Regions from separate parts of the Sus scrofa genome. Here region 1 is linked to region 2. A link is a contact called in public Hi-C data. All regions are on one chromosome and are shown on one strand. Each heading gives the region's core, a stretch centred on a gene start, on an enhancer-like site or on the middle of the called end of the contact. The rest is flanking DNA. Distances are from core to core; before and after follow the strand shown. Region 1 overlaps LOC110262140 (a long non-coding RNA gene). Region 2 has its middle 210 kb from the start of GATB.

Region 1 (5,890 bases), core at 1,069-3,568, 120 kb before region 2:
CACCAGTGAATTAAAAAAAACTCATTGCATATCTCCCGGAAATCCTCCCAAGTTCACACATCAGGCTCATTTGAAAGCCTGTTAAAAAATGCAAAGTCCTGGGTCCCACCTGCCTGAGATCTAGGGGTGGGGCCTGGGACTCTGCATTTTTACCAGCTTGACAGATGTCAGCACTGTAGGCAGCATAACTGGGGAAACTGAGCTGTAGATGTTTGTACAAGTTCCTTTTGAGCCAGTGACGGAGCATTAACAATCACCGTGAGAAAACGTGATGAAACACAGAGAAGCAGAAGATCTTTTGAAGATGGTGTATGCTGCTATCTCAAGGACATTCACCATGACTCTAGGTGTCATGTGTTTGAGATGTCACTCTGTGCAGGTCTTGGTGCCAGGCCTTCATGTGGCACCACTAACCCTCACGGTCATCTGCAGATTACTCCTGTTTTGCAGCAGAGGATGCAGAAATCCAGAGAAATCATGAAAATTTCCCCAGGCCCTGCAAATCCCAAGTTAGAACGGGAATGCAAGCACAGGTTGGCACAACCTCAAAGCCCAAGTCTGCTCCATCCTGCTGAGCTGCTGCAAGGTCAATAGTCACTGAGTGAAAACACCGCTGGGTGGGACGCCCTCTTCCTATTTTACCTGCATGCAGCGTGCCCCAGCATCCCTCAGGGTCAATGGCATTTACTTCAAAGGTGTTCCTTATTCTATTTTCCCCTGCAGTGGCTGTCACAGGGAGCCTGACCCTCAGTTAGGCTGCTTAGTCTCAGAAGCTTATATCAGCGTTAGGGGAAAAAGAAAAGGGGGGGGGGGACTGGAAGAGCCGCTTCTGCAATCACTGCTTCTCTCTGACTGGGAGCACTCAGGGCTGAAGGTGCTCCAGCCTTGGCAGAGGTGGCAGAGCCTCAGTAGCATGTGCAGTAAACTAATCGGTGGGTTGATGAGCGAGGAAGCCGTCTGTTTATATTCTAGGAATGATAGGCCATCGTCTTTTTTTTTGCCCAAAGGAAGAGAGAGAGTCAGGGGCCAAGCCAAGCAAGCACTGGGGACAAGTCACAGGCCTTGTGCTCACTGACCCGAGGGCGCTGGGCCATGGGAGCTGCCGCAAAGGGGGCCTGGAGACAGCCTGCACCATCGTCTTCAAAGCAGCCCTTGCAGAAGAGAAATCTATAAATAGCCCTTTTATTTCCAAAGATGAAATGGGTTAAAAGCTGCTGATCAGAGACATTCTTTTTTTTTTCTTCTTACATTCAGGCCGTCTTTGAGGGGAATGATACCTGAATATTTATCAAACTCCACGTATGACCGCTCAAACTCTCTGCTCTCCTGCAAGTCACTTTTCTCTAAAGTGTCTGCACAGTGGCTGAGCTGCTTCATTCAGGCCCATCTCTCCATTACACCTAGTTATCAGCCCCACATTTTGCCAGGTGTATCAAGTGATGAGGGTGTTTTTTTCTTTTTTTTTAAATGGCTGCACCTGGGGCATAAGCAAGTTCCCAGGCTAGGGGTTGACCTGGAGCTGCAGCTGCCGGCCTTGCACTGGAGCCATGGCAACACCGGATCTGAGCTGCATCTCTGACCTACATTGCAGCTTGCAGCAAAACCAGATCCTTAACCCACTGATCCAGGTCAGAGATGGAACCTGCCTCCTCAAGGACACTATGTCTGGTTCTTAACCTGCTGAACCTTGACGGGAACTCCAAAGGACTGGCTTATTTGAAGAGTGAGCATCATACACAATTGAGCTCACCACTCTTGTTTCTGCTTTGGTTCCGACTCAAACTCTGCTCCCCCAGAGAAAACCTGACTTCCGTTCTCCTAATGAATATTTGGTTTTCTGGTCCAGTTTTCCCTCCAGGGTGGGGCCTTCTTCCTGTCGCTGTTCTCACTGTTACATTAGGATGGGGCTATATTCCTATAGCAGGATGCATTCACCCCTCCCTGCCTCTACTCTATGTGCCTGAGGCCATGATGGTCATACCACTGAACTGATCCAGAGTCTCTTCCCTAGAAACTTGGACTTGAAGGACGGTGATTCCCCCTGGATAGTGGGATCAATCACAGGTGAACTTAGAGGGTCCTCTCTGGCCATGTTTTTCGACTTTGTAGAACCAGAGAAGCAGAGGAGGCCAATTACAAAGAGGAAGAAAAGAAGGGGATGGAAACAACGAGAAGGAAACCGAGAGGGGAGAGAGCCTGGGTTGTTGAGTCCCTGATGGCGTCATTCCTTGGCCCAGCCACATTCCTCACTTCCACTCAGCCAGACCCACTGAGTCCCAGTTAACGTGGATTCAAAGGCGTTCCCTCCCTGTGACTCATCTTCTTTCCCTCAGAGCACAGCAGCATGACACCTTGGCTGTGTCATGAGTGGTTTTCCGAGCCTTGTCTCAGAGACAGCCATTGGCATTTTCCTAACTTACCTTAGTTTGCCTCAGGACTCATAACTACCGCAATGAATATTGATGATGCATCTATTCACAATGCTGATTTACTGGTGGTAAAACTGAGCCTTCGTGAGGTTAAGCAAATTGCTGCCAGTGGAAGAGCTAGCAGCTAAGTGACTGAGCTAGGATTCCAGAACTTTGACTTATTCTGTTCTGTGTGGATTTAGCTTAAGGGAAGTGAAACTGACAGCACTAATGGCCTGAACCTAGCCAAAACCCAGACTGGGACTTGCAACCCAGCCAAAACCCAGACTGAGACTTGAACCCACATGTTGAACTTGAACCCAACCTAAAACCAGATTGGGATGAAAACCCAGTTTCAAATTCAGGTCACTCACCCTGTGTCCAGATTCACCAAGGCTCAGGTTCTTTATGCCCTTGAACAGAAGGAATTCAGCGAGAGACAAAGTGATAGGCAAGAAACAGATTTATGAGGACAGGATGCTTGTAAGAGAGGCAAACAGACAGGAAAGGAAGCTTTTCCCCGAGGATCTGGTGGCCCACAGTTTTATCATCCAAGGGGCGTGGGGTTGGAAAGGCCCGCCTCTTCCTTTCTGGGAGTAGCAGCCCCTCCTTAGTATCTCATAAGGTGTGTATTCAAATCAGCTGCAGGGCAGTCTTCAAATTCTTGCCCCCTGGTATGAATCTGAATGCAGGCCCCATCCCATCCCCCACCCAGTGACCTGAGGCAGTTCTCCCACCTCCACTAGTTAAGCAAGCCTGCCTTGTTCTGCTGGCTTTCCTGAACTTAGAGTGGTCTCCCAACACCCCCCAGGTTTCCTTCTTTATCAGTGATCCCTTGTTGGGACTTCTACAACCACCTGTGCCTACTCTATCCCTATCAGAAGGGTCATCTACCCAGTGGTTGTAAACTAGTATGATCGATGTGATCAACCTGTCCCCACTTGAGAACTGCCTAATTAGAGATTTGGGGTGGGGAATGTCATAAGGTATGTTTTTACAAAGTTTTCGAAAGTTAAAATTTTAAAAGCAAAGCACACATATATTTATCCAACAAATATTTACTATGCACCCATATATCAGAATTAGATTTGGCTACAATTAAAAAATGACACTAATCATGCAGCTGAAATAAGGTAGAGATTTTTCTCTCCAGAGGAAGGCAGTCTTGGTATCAAACACCCAGGCCCCCTTCTAGAGTGGTTCCTACTAGTAAGCTTACCTCATGAACACAAGCATGGCTGTTGCAGCTCCAGCCATTACATTCCTATTCCAAGCAGTAGGAAGGTGGATGGGCCAAGGGCTTACTCTTTAAAGAGTAAGCCTCCTTCAAAGTGTTTTCCAAGAAGCTCCATCCCATGACTTCTGCTTACACACATTTGACCACTTCCACTGACAAGAGAGCCTGCAGATGTAGTTTTATAGTTGGGTACAACTTCTTGGCCAGATGATACAGGGAACAAGGAAGAAGGGGAACAAGGCTGTTAAGTGAGAAACAAGCAGTCTTAGCCACAACTCTTTATGTTCCAGGCACTATTCTAGGCCATGAGGATACAGTGGTGAAGTCTTTGACTTCTCTTAGTGTCCTTGTATTCCAGTAGGAAGACAGAGGATGAGTAAGCAAAAAATAATTGTTATATAATGGCATTTGCAGCAGCATGGATGGACCTAGAGATTCTCCTACTGAGTGAAGTAAATCAGACAGAGAAAGGCAAATCTGTGGAATCTAATAAATAATGATATAAAAGAACTTATTAAAAAAAAACAACAGATACAAAAATTCACAGATTTCAACACCAATCTTATGGTTACCATAGGTGACACTCCGTTGCAGGGAGGGAAGAATTGGGAGGGCTGGAATAACATATACACACGATTGTATAAAATAGATGACTAACAAGAACTGACTGTATAGCACGGGAAAATCTGCCCAATAGTTTGTAATAGCCTAAATGGGAAAAAAAAAAAGTGGATGTTTGTGTATGTATGACTGATTCACTTTGCTGTACACCTGAAAATAATACAATGTTGTAACTATACTGCAATAAATCAACTATATGCCAATAAAATTAAATTTAAAAAAATCTTCAACTCCCCTCTCCCATGCAAATGTTATCATTTTCAGTATTGATGGGTAAAGGGAGTAATTTTAAATAGGGCCCCAAAGGGGTAGGTCTCTCTGAGCAGGTGACATTTGAGCAGAGGCCTGATTGATATGACAAGGGAGGGGAAGAGTGTTGTGGGCAGATGGAACAGCATTGCCAAGGCCTTGGGGCAGGATGAGCCAGGGAACACTCCAGTGGAGGACCAGTGATCGAAAACCTTTCAAAGTCTTGAATAGCCTGTTCAGATGAGGTGGAACAGCACCTGGTTACATTAGCTGGAGAAACAATGTTAGGGACATTCCATTAGTGATGTTTTATTTATTCACAAAGTACATCTCCATAGCAACATGGTAGGTATTGACCTTGCAAGTTACCATTAAGCTCCTTGGCATGGTTGTAACAATAGCTGTCACCTGCTGCTTAGAAGTGTTGTGTGGGATATAGTTGAGAAAATTTAAGTGAATTATTGAAATTCATCAAATATCAGTAGAGTTATGGGTATGTCTAGCTGCATTTCAAGACTTTTCATCCTGTTGATATAATCGTAGATTCTTCCCTCTCCCTAAAGTGCTGCATCAGATAGGCTTATTTTCCACATTCAAGTGAATTTAGGTTTAAAAATTTCCACTTCCAGGTATTTGAATCCATACCATTTCTTGAGAAACAGCATCTCCCCTTAGAGGAGGTAGTCTTGCTTTTTCTTTCTCTTACCTTGAGTTCGTGCTCTGTATTTGACGCTGGGGGCTGTCAAAGACTTTTATTGACCTTACCCATATCATTTATGGTTTTAGTGGTGTCTATGCAATTTCCATTTCAACCTTTGCCTTCATACTGAAATTTTAAAAATCGCTTCTTATTTGCCGTCCCTCCTTCCCCTATACAATGCCCTTGGTCTTTTTCATTGCCCTTTCCCATATTCATGATACTGTTGATTAAAGAGCCCTCAGCCTGCTTTATGTAACCATTGCATTGGACAAGTAAGACCCATGGCATACCGTCAAGAAGCAGTGCTTTGCTTCTCGCTGTCCCTTAACTCCACTGTGGAGGCTTCCTCATTCCTTGCACTTGGATGAAAATTCAGGCAAGGTTTCTGGTCACTCGGGTGATACAAGCTTCTCTAATCAATAATGTAAAAGTCCAGCCCCATGGACCAGATAAAACGTAGAACCTGGTTCAACCTTAAGTTTTCTTTTTCTGCCCTGCTGGTGACCCGTTGCAGGAGGAAGCTGGCAGCAGAGGAAGGGGATGTGTTTTCTCCTCACCTGTGCTTTGCCTCCATCTCCTCCTCCATCCTGTTTGCTGTGATTTCTGACCCCTCCAGGGAGAGCACAAGGGAAGGGGAAGAGGTAACGCCCTGCAGAGAAGTTTTCCTTACCCCCG
Region 2 (5,832 bases), core at 2,568-5,067:
CACTCAGCAGAAATGAACTTTCTCGCAGTTCTGGAGGCTGGAATTCCGAGAGCCAAGTGCAGCAGGTTTCGTTTCTTCTGAGGCCTCTGCTTCTCTCTGTGCTCACTCTGCGTTCCCTCCGTTCATGCACGCCCCGTGTCGTGTCGTGTGTGTCCAAATGTTTTCCGTCATTTTCTGCGTGTGTCCATCAGGTCAGATTAGGGCCCCGACTAGCAGCCTCATTTGAACTTCACTTCTTTGAGTGCCCTTTCTCCAAAGAAAATCACATTCTGAGGTATGGGGGTTAGGACTTCACTATGTCAATGCTGGGGTGAGGGCAGGCTCAAAGCCCCTAATACAAGTCATTACAAAAGCACTGTAGCTATAAATACCTTCAGAGGGAGTAGATGAAGGTTTTTCTGACTCAATATGGACAAGATAATCCCATTTCTAAGGCATAACGAGCACCCCACCTTGAAAAAGAACAGAGACATGCCATCCTGCACATGGAAGTTCCTGGGCAAGAGGTTGAATCAGAGCTGCAGCTGGGGTCTACGCCACAGCCAGGGCAATGCTGGATCTGAGCCGCATCTGTGACCCATGCTGTAGCTCTCCCTCGGCAAGGCCGGATCCTTAACCCATTGAGTGAGGCCAGGCATGGAACCCACATCTTTACAGACTAGCTGGGCTCTTAACCTGATGAGCCACCATGGGAACTCCTAGAAGTGCCCTCTTAAGGAAGCTATCCTGGCACTTACAAACAGCTTAGCAAAACAAACGCCTCCCTCCTCCACCAAAAAACCCCATTATTTCCTTTCTCGGATGCATCATGTATCAAATCTCTCGTTTTAAAGAAGGGCAACTTGTCCTTTCTGCTTTTCTTCAAGTATGTCTTTCGGATGACATCCTCTCTCTGCCATGACTGCATGCCTTTCTGGGTACCCAAGTCCTAAATGTGAACAGGGCCTAATTTAGAGTGCTCCCTCTGGGGCCGCTATGGTAGGTATTTCTCCATCCATTATTTCAAGTTATAATAAGCGGGCGTGGTGGGAGCTGCTCCCAAGATAAGCAGGCCATAATATTTGCACAGTCACCATGATCACAGACTGAGATAAGAGGCGCACGTGCTATTTTTACTCCCTATTTTTCACTCCAGGCGTTAAATACAAGGAGGACAAGTGAAAACTAAACCACCTCCACCCCTGCAGCAGCCTTCCACATGTCCATCCTCTTTCTTTCTTTCTATTTTTTTTTCAAGCGGGCTATGATGTTCCTCCAGGATGGCATAGATCCGATTGAGGTGATTTGGTACCGAGGAGATGCCTCTTAATTGTGTTTGCAGCCCAGAGCAGAAAGCATGCCCATTCGAGGTACTTGTTGTATCATTTTTAAATCAAGGCCATCTTTTTCTCAGTGGTAAACGTGAAATGTTTTTAAAGGCCAGACTTAGCATAAAATCTATTGGTTGCCATGGATACCACTTACCACACAGGACTGCACTCTGTGTTCAACAGTGTGATTTTCTCTATTCAAAGGTTCAGCATTGTCAAAAAACAAATTACTTTTCCTGTTGTTTATCTCAAAGTTCATTACGGGGAAGGCAGTAAATAAGAAGATATTCACGTATGGAAAGGAGCGATGCAGGGTGTCACTTGGGCGCTATGCCTTCAAATTCGGTATTTTACAATAATTATAGCCAAATTGGCTATTGTTAGGAAATAAAATGCATTTTGATCTTTTGTGTGTGTGTGTGAATATAAAGTAAAGCAGGTTCTTGGAAGTCTGCTCCCAACAAAATTACATGGTAATAAGGCTTTTCACACCTACACAGCACTTAGTAACCAAGCTCTGAAAGACAGAGATTGAGCTCTGATAGGCTTCAAACTTGGGACCTCAGGCTCCTGGCTTTCCTCTTTACAGGGGGAAAACCTGGGTTCAGGACCTCGTGCTCACTGAATTATTCATGCCGTCTTGCCACCGTGTATCTTGAGGGTTGAAACCTATTAGGCTGCTATTATGAAGCGCACCAGTCCACCCCACGCCCACATCGCCCAGACATCCTCCTTGCCTGCCGCGCCCCAGCGCCCCGATAATTAGGAGGAATGTTTGCAGTGGAAGCTCCTCCAAGAACCCTCCCACCTCTTCTTTCCTGTCCCACCTCCACTCCTCAAGGAAAAGTGGGGGAAAAAACTTGACAGAAGGAGGGAGGGGGATTCAGAGACAGTTTAGTGTCTGCCCCTTCCCACTGGCTGAAGTCTGTAGTATTTTTATTTTATTTTATTTTATTTTCCCACTGTAGAGCAAGGGGATCAAGTTATCCTTACATGTATACATTACAATTACATTTTTTTCCCCCACCCTTTGTTCTGTTGCAACATGAGTATCTAGACATAGTTCTCAATGCTACTCAGCAGGATCTCCTTGTAAATCTATTCTAAATTGTGTCTGATAACCCCAAGCTCCCGATCCCTCCCCCTCCCATCAAGTCTGTTTTCCAAGTCTATGATTTTCTTTTCTGAAGCCTGTAGTATTTTGCTGGAACTCCCATTTAAACAGGAATGCCCCAACTTGGACTCGTTACTGATTTAAGATGCTCTCCCTTCACCTCTCCAGCACTTTTTAGACTCCTTGATTCGAGCTATTTGCATGACAACGAGGTAAAGAGGCCTCCCTAATGAAGGCATCTGTTTTTGAATGTGCTCCTTGGTATTGGGTGAGTGTAATAATAGCCCAAGGGGAGGTGGAATTCTCTTTTGGGTTCACTGGAAAGCAGCGCACGGATGCCCGCTCATGAGCAAATTCTAACTTGTCACCAACCTTCTGCCAGTAGCTAGTGGAGATGCTGAGGCTGCTGAGCAAGAATCAAATTGTTGTCCGGGCAAAACTCACTTATGAGATGCGCTGCAATTAATTTACATATTGCAAACATTAAACACAAGGCAAAATAAAAGCGAGAACGCCCAAGGAGAGAGGATGTGGTATTGATCATCTCATTATGCATCCACCCTTGTGGGAAACTTGCTGAGTCGGACCTGGAGTTTCAGGCTCCCACCCAGGAAACGGAGAGGAGAGAGCCCCCAAATCCAGGAGCTTTGTTTGCAGAAGAGGTGGCTCAGTGAGGGCGGGGTTGTGATCTGTTTTGCTCATCGATATATCCTAGTGCCTAGAACATTGTCTGCCACACAGTAGATGGGCAAGAAATTTTTGTTATTGAGTTAAACAGGAGGCAGTTCCAAGAGGTAGTTGTAATCAGTTGCATCTTTCTTGCAAATCATGAACACCGTCTCCGGTTACCTTAAGCAGAAGTGGTACTTAAAGCGGCGTCATAAAGAAAGGGGAAAAGTCAGACAGGAAGTAAGGCAATTCCAGGAATCTAGGGGGCAGACATTCTTACAAAACCCAAGCTGGGTCTGCTTGCCCAGGCACAGTAAAAACCAATGCAGTGTTTATTGTAAAAGCACCAACATAAGGAGACAGGGTGACTCATGCTCTAAAACCCCAAACTTCTGGAAGGGTTTCAGCAAAGTATTTCTACTTATTTATTTATTTGGTCTTTTTAGGGCCACACCCGAAGCATATGGAAGTCACCAGGCTAAGGGCTGAGTCTGAGCTGCAGCTGCTACACCACAGCCACAGCAACGCCCGATCCCAGCTGAGTCTGTGATCTACACCACAGCTCAGGGCAACGCGGGATCCTCAACCCACTGAGCGGGGCCAGGAACCTCATGGATACTAGTCAGGTTCATTACCACTGAGTCACAATGGGAACTCTCGGCAAATCATTTTTAAAAGACAGATAGGGGAGGAGGGTTGCAGGGTGAGTGATCAGCTCATTCACATTTCTCCGATTGGTCGATGGTGAGGTAAGAGGGCAGTTAACCTCATCATGTTTTAGGCGCCAGTAGGTCTGTGTGCTCAATCATCACACGGCTAATTTCTTCCATTTGGTGATGTTTTTGGCATCTGTAAAACAACTCAGGGAATCTGCATCAGATTCTGTGATCTAGGTACTCCAAGGAGGAGCTACAGCTGAGGACATAGATGAGGGTTCTGTCCCCAAAAGGCCCAGAGCGTCCTGCTCCGGCTTGGTTACAAAATCAACAGATGATCTCAGCCACTGGGATGAATGGGCTCCAACCATCTTCATGCTTCTTGGCATTCTGCTCAAGGTTAAACTTGCTACAGAAAGTGCCTGAGGGAGAGTGTCCTTGACCTAGCTTGGATGCAGTGCTCACCTTTGGGCGAGAGTAATGGCTGGAACACATGGGGCCTGGCTAGAAATTTACAAGCCCCAGCCTCCCTTGCAGTCACCTGTAGCCAAGTTTGCTCCAAGGGGATATGACTCCACGTGATATGAAGCCTTTCCCGGGGCCAACGCCTCCAGGCTCCTTTTCCTTCCTGCTGGGTGGATTGGGGCAGCCTTGGAAACTATGCACTGAGGATGGCAGATCTAGATCCCTGGATGACAGTGGAGCAGAGCCTGTTCACTGGCCCTGAATTAGTACATGAGAGAGAACTAACCTTCCTTCTTGTTGAGACAGGACCTTTTGGAGTCTGTTCTGGCTCCTACAGCTTGCACTTTAGTACCTGATACTAAAATCAAGGTAGAAAGGGAAACACCACCACCCCCTCCAAAGCAATCTCTAGCATCACTTTCATCAGCAGGAGGAGAAAATGGACCCTCAGAAGCAAAGACAACAGATGCCTGTTGCTATTACTGGCAATGTGATCATCTTGCACAAGCTACATGCAGGACGAGTATTCACAGCTCCTGCTTACAGACCAGACTGTCTGGTTTGAAATTCTTAACCGGCAGGTGCCTCTTTCTTTGCCCCTCAAACCCATGCCTTGTCCCAAGTGAGCCATTCTCCCCCTCTGCTTACTGAAGTGCCAATCATCAAATTCCTTGTTTAAGGAACTGATGAATGCAATCACAATCCACTGCAAAACGAAAAGAATTGACGTTGTGCGCTTGCCATCTTCTGTCTGTGGCTGCTGCCTCTTGATCTACAGACCGAGATCATCTCTAACACTGATTAGCACACGCCCAGCCTCAACAAACACCGTTTTGCACTAACAACCCCTAACAAGACGCCCGTCAGCAATGAAGTAAACAGCTCATTAGTCTGGGGAGAGAATGGTCAGCCAAGGCTGGGCTCCTAATTTGTATTTTTATTCTGTGATTTACTTCCAATCAATCAACAAGTACTTATTGATTGCTTACCATGGGCCCATCACTGCTTTCATCTTGAGTAGAACAATGTATTGTTTACAACATGAGTATTGATGTTAGTGTTTAATAAAGGAAAGGTATTGGATTTTTTCTCCATTAAAATGCTTGCATGTGCATGCACGCGCACACACACGTATTTTAACACTTGCCACATTTTTAAGTTTGACTTTTTAGTCTTCTGCTGCTGAACGTCAAAAGGGAAAGGGGAATTATTTTAAATAATTCCACTCTAGAATAATTTTTTTCCCTGAAATGTGCTTATTTCATTGATGAGGCCTTCATTCTTTTCCTCTTTCTTCCATTTGCTTGTAGCCCCTCCCTGGGTCAGTCTCTTTGCCCGCACTCTGGCATCACACAGATTTGAGGACTTTCCTCATTAGCTGGGCAGGTGGTTTCACCAGCTCAGAGTTCTCATCAAAAGAGGAGTTGGACCCAGCAACCACTCTGTTCGGTGTTCCATTTCGGTTTTGCAAATCTTTGAATATGGTCTTTCACATTTTGCCCAAGTGCCTCGTTCTGAGAGCCCAGCTCTGATCCATCAGTGTTGGACCATAAAATCTCAACTGTTCACTCAAGTCCAACCCTGAGATTCCAAGTAAAATGTCGTATTGGATGGTTAC

What was found. Hi-C and Micro-C count contacts between places; a contact is called where the count stands out from the background.
Region 1: a Hi-C map of embryonic fibroblasts shows a contact between it and region 2, with 3 times the contacts expected there. The contact joins two enhancer-like sites. A contact is called at or near these places in 2 of 47 Hi-C or Micro-C datasets (both in embryonic fibroblasts).

What each region holds. Positions count from the first base shown.
Region 1 is chr8:77,126,594-77,132,483 of Sscrofa11.1, reverse strand. It overlaps LOC110262140 (a long non-coding RNA gene), which reads right to left. Exons shown (of 7, transcript XR_002346735.1): 1 at 2,783-5,890. Among named protein-coding and RNA genes, the nearest start is that of GATB, 93 kb to the left of the region's middle. Within about 2 kb of position 2,318, at least 11 of the 83 cell types and tissues checked have an H3K27ac peak or open chromatin away from gene starts, as enhancers often do. A contact at or near this core is called in embryonic fibroblasts, where this site is marked.
Region 2 is chr8:77,007,511-77,013,342 of Sscrofa11.1, reverse strand. No RefSeq gene overlaps it. Among named protein-coding and RNA genes, the nearest start is that of GATB, 210 kb to the left of the region's middle. Within about 2 kb of position 3,817, at least 11 of the 83 cell types and tissues checked have an H3K27ac peak or open chromatin away from gene starts, as enhancers often do. A contact at or near this core is called in embryonic fibroblasts, where this site is marked.